Linked DNA regions of Mus musculus: region 2 is linked to region 1. The links are chromatin contacts, called in public Hi-C maps. All regions are on one chromosome and are shown on one strand. Each heading gives the region's core, a stretch centred on a gene start, on an enhancer-like site or on the middle of the called end of the contact. The rest is flanking DNA. Distances are from core to core; before and after follow the strand shown.

Evidence for each region. A called contact is a pair of places that touch in the nucleus more often than the background predicts.
Region 2: a Hi-C map of muscle stem cells shows a contact between it and region 1, with 2.1 times the contacts expected there. The contact joins two enhancer-like sites. A contact is called at or near these places in 4 of 484 Hi-C or Micro-C datasets (Sertoli cells, liver, muscle stem cells and 1 more) and 2 of 115 datasets of contacts at active chromatin or transcription factors (embryonic stem cells and pancreatic cancer cells).

Annotation. Positions count from the first base shown.
Region 1 is chr5:21,141,824-21,146,713 of GRCm38.p6, reverse strand. It overlaps Gm42222 (a long non-coding RNA gene), which reads right to left. Exons shown (of 3, transcript XR_880865.1): 3 at 1,753-2,252. Among named protein-coding and RNA genes, the nearest start is that of Gm42222, 6.2 kb to the right of the region's middle. Within about 2 kb of position 2,028, at least 113 of the 459 cell types and tissues checked have an H3K27ac peak or open chromatin away from gene starts, as enhancers often do. A contact at or near this core is called in muscle stem cells, where this site is marked.
Region 2 is chr5:21,209,209-21,213,912 of GRCm38.p6, reverse strand. The region is part of intron 5 of Gsap (gamma-secretase activating protein); the gene reads right to left. Among named protein-coding and RNA genes, the nearest start is that of Gsap, 25 kb to the right of the region's middle. Within about 2 kb of position 2,357, at least 8 of the 459 cell types and tissues checked have an H3K27ac peak or open chromatin away from gene starts, as enhancers often do. A contact at or near this core is called in muscle stem cells, where this site is marked.

The DNA of each region.
Region 1 (4,890 bases), core at 779-3,278:
TAAGCAGGGAGGTGGTGGTGCACTCAGGAGGCAAACATAAGCTGATCTCTGTAAGTTCAAGGCCAGCCTGGTCTACAGTGTGAGTTCCAGGGCATCCAGGGCTATACAGAGAAACCTTGTTCAAAAAACAGAAACAAATGTAAATAAAGAAAAATATCTAATAAAAAAAGAAAGAAAAGAAAAAACAGAAATAAACAAAAAAGGCAGAAAGAGTCTTGAGTAGTCTCAACTTCATCTTATAGATGATGAAAAAAATTATGAAAGGACTAAACAAATGGCCGAATGTTTTGCATGTGCATGTGTTCGTGTGGGAGAATGCGCATGTATGTTCAAGTGTGCAGACTTATATGTGTGCCTGTCCACAGAGACCAGCAGTCAGTCTCAGGTGACATTCTTCAGAAGCCATTCTCACTGGTTTGAAGCAGAGTCTGTCACTGTGACCCAGGAGTTGCCAATTAGGCAAAAGAGACAACAGGCAGCTCCAGGGAGCCTCCCCTTCCCTTCTCCCCAGGGCTGGAATTATAAGCACTCTACAGCAAGAATGGCTTATGACATTGGTTCTAGGGATCAGATTCCTGTCTCCACCACTTTACCAATTAAGCTACCTCCCAGCCCCTAAAATTGTATTTTTAAATCTTTAAAGAATTTCAAAATTTAAAAGAAAAAATATCTATCATTTTTCACCACACACACACATACACATACCACTTAAATGTTCAATGTTAATAACTCAGGGAAACAGAATGCCCATATATATTGCTGTGTATAAAAACAAAATTGGGATTGCCTTTCTAGAAGGTAGTTAAATTTCCCTTTGACCAAATGTACTGGCCGATTTTGTGTGTGGACTTGACACAGGCTGGAGTTATCACAGAGAAAGGAGCTTCAGTTGAGGAAATGCCTCCATGAGATCCAGCTGTGGAGCATTTTCTCAATTAGTGATTAAGCGGGGAGGGCCCCTTGTGGGTGGGACCATCTCTGGGCTGGTAGTCTTGGTTCTATAAGAGAGCGGGCTGAGCAAGCCAGAGGAAGCAAGCCAGTAAAGAACATCCCTCCAGGGCCTCTGCATCAGCTCCTGCTTCCTGACCTGCTTGAGTTCCAGTCCTGACTTCCTTTGATGATCAACAGCAATGTAGAAGGTGTAAGCTGAATAAACCCTTTCCTACCCAACTGCTTCTTGGTCATGATGTTTGCACAGGAATAGAAACCCTGACTAAGACACCAAACATCCCACCCACTTTTGGGCCTTCAGTGTAAGGAAGTAAGTCATGGATGTTAGGACTCAGTATAAAAGGGAACAGATAAGAATGAAGCATCATGACACATGGGTGAGACTGGCATGATGAAGCCATGACTTCATATGCTAGCCTAAAACTTAAAATGTTTATGCACTAGGATATCCTTAGTGTTTAACAATAGGGAGTCGGTTGGGTAGACCATGAATCACCCTTTGAACACTATACAACTTACCTGAATATTTAACAACACAGAAATGCTCATTAAATTTTGTCACATGAAAAAAGAAGTTATAAAAGAATATGTAGACCAATCAACACTCCTAAGAATGAGGCCAGAGTGGAGGGGTTTGAGCTTCAGAGGCACCACTGACAACTGTGTAGCCTTGGTTGGATAACCTAGTCTTCCCATAGCTCAGTTTGATCATCCATAAAATGGGGCTAATACCAGTCTCTGTTTCACAGGGTTGTTGTAAAAATGACAAGCTAAATCACAGACAGCATTCAGACAAGCACAAGCCACATGGAAAGGATTATTGTAAGAGCACACTATTGTTGACAGCTTAGTTTCTGTTGCCAATAAATTAAGTTGACTTTTAAGCTAATTCAAGAAGCAGAGGTGGGAAGGAGAATCATCCAGGCAAGAGTCACACCCTTGCATTCCACAGGGCTGCTCCCATGAAGTCACCAGCCCAGCTGCCAAAGGCTGACCCCGTGGCTCACACTGCGAAGTCCTTGGATGCAGGACATTGCATACTGCCTCAGAACAGCTGTCTTTCTCTCAACTGGAAACCGGATGCAGCTGCCATAGCTGCTGCCCAGGCCACAGTGGACTCTGCGTCATCCGTCATCCCTGCTGCTCTGAGTCAACAGCTCAGGAATCAAAGTCCAGAGAGGATGCATCTGCTCGGCTGTACCAAGTCCTTAGCCCCCCTCGTAGGAGCAGTCACGTAAAAACAGCATCACATAGTGAAAAAGGTACGGAAGTCCAGCAAACTCAGGGAGCAAGTCTGCAAACTGAACAACAATAACAAAAAAGATATAAAGAATCCCTTCATGGTTTAAAAATATAATCATAACTTGGACAGAGAAAGAAAACCAAAAGGCTATATATGCATCACAATGTTAATAATCAATCTGAGTTAATCATGACGACTGATTTGACTTTTTATTTTTTATTATTATTGTATATGTGTGCACATGTATGTATGATGTGTGTTTGTGAGTGTAGGCTCACCTATACTACAGCAGGTCTGGGAACTGAACCCATGTTCTTGGGAATGTTTACCCACTGACCCATATTTTAAATTCTTTTTGTGACTAGTTGAATTTTCTATGACCTAGAAAAGGTCTTTTCTTTAAAAATAAATAAATAAATAAATAAATAAATAAATAAACCTGGACAATGTCAGGTCTGTATTCTGAAACAGAATTGACTCTTTAGCGGTGAAACAGAAGACTAGACTCAGATGAGCACTGCTAGCCCAGAACAGGCCCAGTGGACCAGCACCACCAGCTGATTCACAGTGTGCTAAAATACGGGATCTCAGAGGAAAAAAGGAAGGTGACTTCTCTAGGAGACTAAGAAACAGACTTGACAGTGTGAAGACGCATTATGTAACATTTCATGACTATAAGCCTTGAAATGCTTCCAGACTTAGAAGAAGGCAAGATCATTAGCAGAAATAGATAGCTGGAACAGGATCCAGTTTTAAGGGGGAAAAAAGATAAATCTGGCTTTAAGCAATGAGGTTTAAGATCTTGAAAGGTGGCTCAGCCCAGAAAAACAAAACTTAGACCAACAATAAATGTCAATGCTGGACTTGTAAGTTGGAGAGAAATCCAAGGCCACGAAATAATGGGAGCCATAAAAGTAGACGAGATTGTGCACAGACGAAGATGAGCCAAGACAGGAAACCGAAGCAGGATGCCCCGTCGTAACACCTGTGTGGAGACTGGGGAGGAAGAGAAGCCAGAGACTCGGCAGAGCAAACGCTTGAGGAAAGAGAAAAAAAGGATATTCGTTTTACATTAAAACAACAGTCCTCATCAGCAGACAATTCAAAAGTTTCCGAATTTTTCCTGTAATGTTTTGATGAACAATTTGCTGTTTGTGAAGAGTTGCAAATGCACAAGGGCCACAGCTTATCTATGTTTTATTCATTCATTCATTCATTCATTCATTCAACAAACATTGCCTTAGCACTTACTTTGAGACAAGTACTCTCTTGTGTGTTGAGGGTGGAACAGTCAAAAGCTCTTGCCCTCCTGGGAACTACATTCCATATTCTAGAGGGGAGGCGTATGGTAGGTAAGTATGTTAGATGGTGGCGAATATCGGAGCCCAGGTAAGGATGGGTGAGCGCTAAAGGTCGCAGCAGGAAGGCTCACCGAGATGATCAGATCCAAAAAAGAGAGGAAGCCACTCTTGCAGAGAGATTAGGAAAGAACACCCCACGACAAGACCCTGAGATGGTGGGGGTCCTGCCATGCTTAGGAAGGCTGGGGTGGCTCCCCAGGGGAGGAGGGGACGCAGCTGAGAAGGAAAGGTCCTCAGAGGATTTTGAGTAAGTGATGTTTTCTAACTTGAACTCTAATGCCATGAGTGCTACTGTTCAGAACGTTCTAAGGTGCAGCATAACGACATAAGCCTTTACATCTAAGCACACAGGAGGCAGAGGGAGGCCGGCTGGTTCTGGTTTCTGCTAGTTTGAGGCCAACCTGGTCTACATAGTCAGGCCTACATTGTGAGACCCTGTTTCAAAAAAAAAAAAAAAAAAAGGAAAAGAAAAAGGAATATCCTAAGAAGAACAGGACAGGAGGCTATTGCCACTACCTGGTAAAAAGTAAGAATGACTTGGAGCAAGCACCTGTGTTTGCTATGTTTCATATGTTTTCATGTTTGTTATTCTTCTAGTATAACCCAGTGTAGTGGGGAGTAAGAGATGGATGAAAGATTGTGTGTGAGGGAGAAAAAGAAGTACAGGCCTTGCGTCTCTCACTATATCGTTCTGTGTTTCACATGTATCCCCAGACACACAGAATTAAAGGGAAAAGCAACTTGAACATTTAATATGTTTGCTCACTTAAATCTTCCAAATTATTACAGCTTCGTGAAAACGTTTAAAAATAGGACTCCAAAAGCCAGTTATCACCACTTTGACAATAAATTTATATTTAGGCCAAGGCAATAATAATAGAACATGGTAATTTTTTTAAAAGGCATGAGCAATATCTTTGAAATGCAGAGTCACTAAATAATGACTGGTTCTGAAAGGTGTAATTTTAAACCTTCCCCTCTGCTGGTGCTATAATTAAAAATAAAAGTGAATCTAGATAGTTGCACACAGGTCTGAGTCACATTGGGACATATAATTTGCTTTTCTTACGAATCTGAGACCAAAGCCTCCCATTATTTGCTAAAGATTAGAAGGATATACTGATTATTTCTCTTGTTAAGACACACAACTTAGTGGAGTTAAATGTTGATTCGGGGGCGGGGGGGGGGGGGTTGTCTGTCAGCACCACCCGGTTGGCACCCTGGTGCACTTCACTGTTTACAGAGCACTCTGGCTGGCTCTGCTATCTCACTGAGCATTCACTCCAGACCTATTCAGGTCTTGACTCTGCTGTGCAGAAATGCAAGCTAGTGTGG
Region 2 (4,704 bases), core at 1,108-3,607, 67 kb before region 1:
TGGAGGCTGTTTTTTCTCCTTTGTGGCAATTTCAAGCATCACGTTGCCCAGATCTCAATCTCTCAATCTGGTGGTTGTTGTTGTTGTTCATTAGAGACCTGTTGTGTACTCATTTCTATCAATGGCATAGTAATAAAATTATTGGTAGAAACTAAGAAAAGAAAGCCTTGAGGGATTTGGGGAGATGAGTCAGTGGGGAAAGTGCTTGATATGCAAGCATAAAGAACTGAGTTCAGATTCTCAGCATCACATAAAACAGGCAGGTATGGCAGTGTTTATGTGTAACTCCAGAGTGGAGACCAGCTGATTCATCTAACTCATGGGCCAGCCAGTGTGGCCAAATCCATGTGCTCTGGGTTCAGTGAGAGCTCCTGACTCACACAGAAGAAAACAGACCTACGGAGGAAGGCACCTGACGTTAAACCATCCTCCACATGAGTTCACACTCCACACTCGTGCAAAAATATTCTTACATGTACACACTCCTTCTGAACACACAAACCACTTGAAAAGGCAAGCAGCATTAAGCTATTATGTTGACTCACAAATATAAACTACAGAATGGAAAGTCAAATGTTTGATGAGTACCATGGTTTATGATGGGGGAAAAAAGAAGAGAAAGAAAGAAAGAAAGAAAGAAAGAAAGAAAGAAAGAAAGAAAGAAAAGCCAAGTGGCAGGACAGCACATCGATTCACAAAGCTGCCTTCCTGTTGACAGGACAAAAGCAATGATGAGTGATCTAGTTTCGTTCTGTTGCTATGACAAACACCATGACTAAATGTGGCTTAAGGGAGGAAAGGTGGCTGTTTGTTTGGCCTACACACCCAAGTCGCAGTCCATCCATGAGGGAAGTCAGGGCAGGAACTCAAGCAAGACCTTGAAACAGAAACCACTGACAAAGGCTGCTTGCTGACTTTTCAGAGGCTCATACTTAACTAGATTCTTGTATAGCCCAGAACCACATGCCTAGGGAATGGTGCCACCCATGGTGGGATGGGCATTCCTGCACTGATTAACAGTCAAAAGGATCCCCCCACAGACACATCCACAGCTCAATCTGATTTGGACAATCCCTTAACTGAGAATCTTTTCTCAGTTGACTCTAGACTATGTCACCCTGACAGTGAGGAACTGTGGGAATCTGCTTGGTACCTAAAACATGGCTCCAGAAATAAGAAAGGCATTTGGTGTTGAAGAGAGTCAAAAAGAAAAATAGAATAAAAATATTGTGAAAATTGAGAACAAGAAGGGAAAACAATTTTCCTACTAAAACTAAATTATTACACAGACATTCTAACTGCATGAAAAACCCACCATTTGTGGGAAGCCAGGGAAAACTATAGAAAGAAAAATAAGGAATCACCCTATATCTGGCTTTTACAGCATGAATCCAACTGTCTCCAACTATCATTTAAATTATTTTATTCTCAATAGTATGAACCATCTTCCTCCACTAATCTCCAGGCCAGGCATTTAAGCAGTACCACTACCATAAATGTGGGAGTCAACCACTACCAACAGGAATGTCTCTGAATAATAATAGGCATGTCCTTCCCAGTGGAGATCTTGAGATAAACCACAGTTCCTTGGAATACGTATTCATCTGTCCTAATGGCATGAAGACTCTGGGGAATCTTTATGACAGTGGGGTTCCAACACAAGTGGCTACCCCAGATGCTGCCCAAGAAAGATCTACTGTATCCGGTGTCAAATGCAGCCCTACAAAGAAGACACAGAATTGACCCTGGGGCCTTTTCCTATGGAAGATCATTTTCTAAACAAACATCAACTATACAATGACCAAGGAAAGAGGGTGCTGGTAAAAGCTGACTATACAGTATGTGGATCAGAGAATCTTTTACTTGAAGTATGTTATAGGTTGTCTCTTTTGCAATGGGGAAAGAAATCGCATTTTAAACAACAGAGTGTTAAACAACACTTTGCAGGAGACTACTTTTCTTTTTTTTTTTTTAGTAAAATGACTTATACGGTAACCATTTGTTGTCAGACAAAAGAAATCTTTCCAATGTATCTGTTCAAAGGACAAAACATCGTGACACATTCTATAGTCCTTTCTGGCTGTATCATCTCTTTTTTCAGGTAAATAGTGTTTTAAGACAGGGTTTCATGTAGTTTTATGTAGTCAAGGATGACTATCAACTCCTGACCCTCCTCTGTCTACCCCTTATGTTCTGGTTTAACAAGGGCTACACCACCAAGCCCAGTTGTACTTCTGAAACATTAACAGGAAAAAACCTTCCATGGGGCTTATTGGTGATTCCCAAGGGCACTCTCCAACCCCAGCCTCCTCTGGCCTGAGCTCTGACTCAGACTAAATCCCTACGTCACATCTCTGGATGTCTAATTCCCATCTCAAACTCATCATGTGTAAAACCAAATACTTTCTCTAACTCCTGTTAACACACACACTCACTCACACACACACACACTCATTCACACATAAACACTCACACATACCCTCACACATACTCACATACAAACACACAAATACTCTTACTCACACACATGCAAGCACACTCACACACAAACACATACACACGTGCAAGCACTCACACATATACTCACACGTAAACACACACTTACACACAAACACACACACACAGTACTCACACACACTCACATTCACATATTAAAAAACTCAGACACATACTCACACTAATACACAAAATCTCACATAGGCATACACACACTTATACAGAGGCTGAGTCACTTTTGACTTGTGCTTTTTCTCATATGCTTATCAAATCCAGAAGCTACTCCTGACAACTCTGTTTCCTAAGTGTGTCCAGATGCAACCTTAACTGTAGGATTCCCTTTCTGGCAAAATAAAGGCCGGGTCCTTGTGATGCTCTCTTGCTATGGAGATGATCGTCCTCTACCTCATCTTCCTCTTCCTCTGACTTCTAACTCCTCCTTCTCCAGCCCAACCCTCTGCCCCCATCACTCTTTAACACAGTGAATCTACAGAGGCTAGCCCAGGCTGGGAGCTCTTGAGCTGGCAGTTGCTATCAGAAATGTGACCTCCCTTTCCCTCTTTCAGGTTAAAATCATGCCCCGGCAGTGTTTCCATGACCCAAATACACTAATAGCACTCAATCCTTTTAAACAGATGTTGCTTCTAAAAAAACTCAAACTAAGGCCAGAAGTTAACAGGACAGGTCCACTCCAGCAGGGAGAAGTTTGCCTGAGGAAGTGGGGACAGGGCCAAAGGCCAGAAGCACACTAGACAGGGAATCAGCATATTAGTGGCCTCACGTGTGTGTGTGTGTGTGTGTGTGTGTGTGAGAGAGAGAGAGAGAGAGAGAGAGCATGTGAGTGTGTGAGCCCCATTGCCCCATTCCCTCAGAATCATCCCTTTTCAGACTGGAAGTGGAGAACAGTTTTCCTTCTGCTTCCTGATTCCCACTAACCGCGGTCTGCCTACTGAGCATGATTTCCATTTGTACTCCCAGGCTGTAATGCAGAAAACAGATTCTCCCAATGATCCTGAGCCAAAAGCAAGACATTGGTGGAGAAGCTGAGGAGGAACAGTCTGGAGTTATGCATTGTCATTACTTGGTGGTCGAGATAAACGGTGAGTTGGGATACAAGCTACTTGGTAAGCATGATAACTAATAATATTCAGCCTAATGTTTTTAAAGGTTCAAACAAGGAATCTCACCCAAATCCAAGACTGGGCAAGCATATCGGAGTAGGATCTAATTTAATTTTAATTTTAAGCAACACTTTGAAATTGATCTGGAAGTGCACTTTACAACACATACACCATTGACTATTGATGGTGAGGCATAAATGATAAATACCAAGTAAAAATTACAGTTGTTCTGACTTTGACCAGCAAAAAAGTTTTTTTTCCCCTTAGATTAGAGGTAACAAGTAACAAGAAGAAGCAGGCGACACACAGTCCAAAACCAAGGCGAGTGGCTTGGCCTCACCAGCTGCGCAGCTACAGCAGTAATCTTGCCTTCCCAGGACACAGGAGTACGTCAGATCAGCCCCGAATCTTATTTTGTTCAAACACTTGTTTGGGGGTCAGCATCCTAGTATTCTAAATCACATCCCACATAATCCAGTCCAGTTCCATCCCTAGAGATGACCATTGTCTCAAATGTTAAGCTAAGAGCATTAGAGAAACTAAGGAAATGGGTGATGGTAGTTCTCGGTATATCATGGCAAGGTAAAAGTGTGAATAAGCAATGAGACCGCAGAGAAAACATCTAGCCCACCAGTATCTCACAAAAGCTCTTCCCAGGCTCGGCTCCAAGTCTCCTGCCGCTGTAAGATGTGGGGAGATGTGTGTCCTCAGAAGCCCAAGACAGCCTTGTGACACTCAAGCGGAAAATATGTATAAAGGGTTTTCCTATCACACGTAACCACAGAATAGATCCAAGTAGGAACTCTGCTAACAAAAGAAGGAATCTAAGTGCCAAGTAAACATTGCCGAGGGAAAGCACCTGGGAGCACAGCAGTAAGGGGCCAGAATCAGACCCTCTGGACCAGAGTTGCCTCCAGCCCACACAGATGGTTATCATTACTGGAACACAGTCTTAAAGACCAGTTGAGTTGACTTTTATAAGTTAGATCTTTACATAAAAGTCCAGAGTCAAACGCATGAAACTCAAGAAGAACGAAGACCAAAGTGTGGACACTTTGTCCCTTCTTAGAATTGGGAACAAAACACC